Linked DNA regions of Xenopus laevis: region 1 is linked to region 2. The links are chromatin contacts, called in public Hi-C maps. All regions are on one chromosome and are shown on one strand. The core of a region is the stretch at or near the end of the contact, and the rest is flanking DNA. Distances in the headings are between cores, read along the strand shown.

Region 1 (2,700 bases), core at 17-2,516, 110 kb after region 2:
CCATCATATGCCAGGGGCATGACAGCAGGGGGAGTAAATGCTATACAGGTAAGCACAAACTCAGGGGGATCAAGCCCCCCACTTCTCCCCATCAGCAGAACCCACAGAGTGCAATTTGGTCACTGCAGGATGATATTATTACACTATATGGGCTCATGCTCAATAAACTGGGTTCCCAGGAAAATCATTTGCACTGGGGCCCCACTGAGGTATTCTTCATATGTAGCAATTGGAAGTGTGAGAATCCATCATAGTCCAACAGGAGTTCAAATGAAAGCGCTGCTGGCAGACATGAAGGGGTTCAGGTGGAGCTCAGAGGGCTGCCAGGACTCAATACTGTCCGAGGTGGAGCTGGCAGGGCTGGCCGGGGAGAAGGAGCAACAAGAGGAAGAAGGGGACGAGCTGCAGCTCCAGGAGGGGCTCTGGGATGAAGAGGAGTCCTGCACCAATATGGCTGCTGCTGGGGTGGAAGCAGATCGGTGCACTGGGTCGCCAAGGCGCAAAGTTTCGCTAAGAGCCCAGATGTAGTTGTAGGCAAAGCGCAAGGTCTCTATCTTGGTGAGTTTGGCATCTTCAGGTAAAGAGGGCAACACTTCCCTGAGGGAATCAAGCGCAGAGTTCAGGTTGTGCATGCGATTCCTTTCCCGGTTGTTAGCTTTAACGCGCCGGGTCTTCTTGATCTTTAACACAGTTTCTCCGCTCTTGCCCTGAGCGCGGCCTCGGCTCCTCCTGCATCGCGGGCTGTTCTCTTCCCCCTGGTGCTGTCCCGGGCTGGTGGGACTCAGGAGCTGCTCATCGTCCGAGCTGCACGTCTGCGTCGCCGGGGAACGGAAAGAGGAGGTCACGGAGCAGGGGGAGGCAGAGGTCAGGTCCTCCTCTTCATCGCGGTACTCGCACTTGAGCAGCACCATCCTAGACAAGCGCAAACACACAGCCAATGGTTAGCCCCAATGTTGCACTGACAACTTCACATCCACTTACTATAATAACCCAAACATCATCCCACTTACTATAATAACCACAAACCCCATATATGTACATGGTCTGTGCCTCTCACTACTTCATGCGCTGTCGCAAGTGACAATGCTGCAGTTGCAATGGAAGTTACTTACTTTATAACTTGGTGTTTGGCCCCTGAAGCAGCAGGTGAGTTGGGTCGAGTCGTCGGGTTATAGTCGTGCAGTAGACTTGCTGCGTGTTCCCTGTCGGGCGTGGTTGCGACTGTCAGCTCACAGTGTATTATGAGTGCAACTGCCGTGTGACACGCGCCCCGCTCTCCAGCTCAAGTGATGCGCCTTGCGATTCAGCGGCTGTGTGTCTGGCACACGACTCTCCTAAAACCCCTTATATAGTCCCGGCAAAACAATCAAAGCTACCCCAGGGCACAGCACCCCTCCCCGGCTTATTCTTTTCATTATCATCATTCATATTATTCCTTTTCTCCCCCCCTTTACCTACTGTCTTGCGCTCGGACTACAGCTCCTGGGCTTCTTGCAAGCTGATTGGCTGCCCCGCTCGGCTGAAGCGTGCCGCTAATGTTATTAATGTAACGGGGGTGTGTCTCAGCCAATGGAGGAGCTTGGATGCAGGACAGGGGGTCCGGCCAGACACGCGCTCCCTTTCAGTAACTCATGAAGTCTGCGGAGGGGGAGGATTGGGGCTACTGCTGAGTGCAAACATGCGCCTACTAACACTTGCACTATACACTCTTTATTCGTCACCCTAAACCCCAGCAGCACTCACCTATCATAGGGGCTGCAACGCTGTCATGTACAGCACCGAGCAAACTACAAACTGCAGTGCAGCCATAGCAACATGGAGGTGCCCACAAGTATCTGTATTGATGCAGAGGAACCCTGGGAATTTAATTATAGAGAGGGCTCCGTAAAAATATGCTCACAAAATATAGACATATTTATCGCCGAATATGCTTTTGCCAGTTTACTAACCTGCGGTAAATATAAATTTGCGAATTTTCTTGCGCAAAAATAAGTTATTGCATTCGCTGAAAAAACCGCTACGCACACATTAACGGCTGGTTTACTAAACAGCGAAATGTGCAAAAGACAAAATTTACGCAAGAATATTCGCAACATTTTACAGCCACCTATGTAGTGGCGTAAAAGTATTTTTTCGCCAGAAAAATCTCAAGGGGCAGGAAATATCCCATAATACTTTTTTTTTACCCATCATTCTTTGCTGATAGGAGAGAGATCTGTAGCTATTGCTGACAGGATGTAATGCAACAGCAGCAGTTTCAGCTCAGAGGCGTATTATTGGCAGCGGGCATCACAGTCCAAGGATTCGTCAGCCTCTACGCTTTTTTGGTTTCATTGTGATTGGCTACATTAAACTGTGCATTTCTATGAAGCAAAGAGATTGACTGGTATGATTTCTTGTTCATATGATTTTATTGGCAGAAGGGTTTATATGATGCATAAATGTTTGATTGGTGTTACTCTGGTAATGTTGTTGGATGGTATAATCATCAGTCAATAAAGTTTATGAGTTTTGAAGGTGCATTTGTGGCCATAAATGTCACAGTAAAAACTGCCATAATAACCACCATAATACAAGACTATTTTATAGCAAAAATATTTGCGAAAATGTAATTTGTCGCTAAAATTACCGCTAACGTAAGCTGGTTCGTTATCGTAGCTACCGCAAGTGATCACAATGACTTCTGAGCGCATCGCTGTT
Region 2 (2,700 bases), core at 42-2,541:
TTGGTCAGGGCAACGACACCAAGCTATAGACAACAAAACATCTACAATTCCTTGTGATTGCCTACAAAGTAAATTGCTATGAGTAAATTACTCAGCTGTCATAACTGAACAAAAATACCTTGCAAGGTAATTTTGTAGGATTACAAAATTTGAGTAATTTACCCTCAATGATTTATATTGCGGGTATTTTAGATTGTTTTCATCTGAGATTTAACTTGTAGCAAAATGCATCATTAGTAATTGCTCAAAGGCAGCGATCCTCAACCAGTGGCTCATGTGCAACAAGCTGCTCACCAACCCCATGGATGTTGCTCCAGTGGCCTCAAAGCATGTGCGTATTTTTGAATTCCAGGTCCAGGCAAGTTTTAGTTGCATAAAAATCAGATGTACTGTACTGTACAGTGCATCCTGTTTGCTACCACCTACCAGTACACAGAGGGCCTATCAATTAGCCAATCAGAGCGCTTATTTGCCATCCCCAGGAACATTTTTCATGCTTGTTTTATTCTCCAACTCTTTTTACATTTGAATGTTGCTCAGGAGCAAAAAAGGATGGGGAACCCTGGGGAATAAACTGAGTAATGATTTAATATAATCTGAAAGGAAAAATAAAATCACTGGCCTTTGGGGATTTTGTTCATAGTGTGTTTCCGGCATTCCCTGCATTAATCTGGTTGCACGTGAAAAAGTTCTGTACATAATACAGTATATCGGTTCTCTGGAAATATTTGGTAAATAATTCCTGATTAATTTTATACCACACATCTTATTGCAAAATCACTACTAACTAATAACTTTAATGGCTGACAATGGTCACCACATACCATTGTCTCCTAATCTGAGCTCACATAAATGCTGTATTGAAAGTCACTTTTTCCACTGAAAGAGAGGAGAGCACTCAAACGCAGATTAACTGCTTGTGATTATTTATTATTCATGCTGCTTTACACCACATGTTTCGGGCAAGTGGTGCCCTTTCTCAAGTGTAAAAACACAGGTACAAAGTGAACCATATATTTTATATATATATATACACATGTATTGAAAGTGTGTATGGAGAGAGGAAGGGAACATACGCAGAGATCTACAAATGAATCATGGGGTTGCTAGGCCTCAAGACTTATAGAGCTGAGCTGGCTAGTTTAATGGGCAAAAGCTATAGAAGATTTTTTTAGTTAGGGGATTAAAAGTTTGGCCACGGAAGGTCACCTTAGCAATACAGGATCTAGGTTCCTCTTCCTGGGTTGAAGCATTACCCCTAGAATTCTATAATTTGGCCACTAGGCAGCAGCATGTCAAAGTATATGTCAGTATAAGCTGAGCACAATTACCTGAGCAGGCAGGAAAGGTGTAGTGGAACCCAATAAGGAAAGGCTACTCACTTTAATTAGTTTCATGCAACGGTATCTTTATGTCTATTGCCAGCTTTACATATTCATTCAACCTTCCCACCTATACATGGGTGGGTGGGATGTAGGTTCGTAATTACTCCCAAGCCCATGAATACATGGGATGTGTGTTGTTTTTTTTATGTTTTTTGTTTTGTAAATTAAGTGCAAATGTAAACAAACATCATGCAAGGATCTAAAGACCTCAGTGTGACTGCTTATTTACATCTGCAAGTTAGCTGGCACTTAAAGGGATTCTGTCATGATTTTTGTAATGTCTTTTTTTCTAAATTACACTGTTTACACTGCAAATAATTCACTCTACAATATGAAATTTAATTCCTGAACCAGCAAGTGTAATATTGGTGTGTAGGCAGCCATCTCAGGTCATTTTACCTGGTCATGTGCTTTCAGAAAGAACCAGCACTTTAGGATGGAACTGCTTTCTGGCAGACTGTTGTTTCTCCTACTAAATGTAACTGGCCTGGCTCTTTCTATGGAGTGCTGTTCTTATATCTACCAGGCAGCTGTTATCTTGTGTTAGGGAGCTGCTATTTGGTTACTGGGGGAGAGTGAGGGGGTTATATCACTCCAACTTGCAGTGCAGCAGTAAAGAGTGACTGAAGTTTATCAGAGTACAAGTCACATGACTTGGGGCAGCTGGGAAACTGGCAATATGTCTAGCCCCATGTCAGATTTCAAAATTAAATATAAAATAAAATCTGTTTCCTCTTTTGAGAAATGGATTTCAGTGCAGAATACTGCTGGAGCGGCACTATTAACTGATGCATTTTGAACATTTTTTTTTCCAGTGACAGTATCCATTTAAGCATTTTGATTGTGGATTTCCAGTGACATGAGAGGCCAGAATTCTACCCAGAAAGCTGTTCAGTATTGCCTGTGTCTTTTACTTACATCAGCATAAATGGAATTAAAAAGGTTTTATTTATCAAGTGTAACCTTACTTGTATTGACCGATGCTGCAACAAATATAAGTGAACTTGGCCCATTGTATTGACTAGTTATTTTTATGAAATTTTGTTTGCTACTAAGAAGCGGAAGCATCCGCTGGGTCAAACAGAGTGAAAGGGTTTCATATATACACAACTCTGTGAAAAACTGAACATTTATGAAACTCATAATTGTGTCATTGTGTATATGCTTATAACGAAAGCAAAATAAACCTTTAAGAACATTTTGAACCATTTTGAATATACAGCTCTTTAAAGACATTCCTGTTTAGGAAAGCATATTCAATCAATTTTAAAGGGGTGGTTCACCTTTTAGTAAGGTTGCCACCCGGCCGGTATTT

What was found. A called contact is a pair of places that touch in the nucleus more often than the background predicts.
Region 1: a contact with region 2 is called in a Hi-C map of the XL177 cell line, with 3 times the contacts expected there. A contact is called at or near these places in 2 of 4 Hi-C or Micro-C datasets (the XL177 cell line and animal cap).

What each region holds. Positions count from the first base shown.
Region 1 is chr1L:72,776,520-72,779,219 of Xenopus_laevis_v10.1, forward strand. neurog2.L (neurogenin 2 L homeolog) reads right to left here and starts at 1,267. Exons shown (of 1, transcript NM_001088333.1): 1 at 1-1,267. The coding sequence starts at 911. The coding sequence ends at 267.
Region 2 is chr1L:72,670,065-72,672,764 of Xenopus_laevis_v10.1, forward strand. The region is part of intron 2 of alpk1.L (alpha-protein kinase 1); the gene reads left to right. Among protein-coding and RNA genes, the nearest start is that of alpk1.L, 14 kb to the left of the region's middle.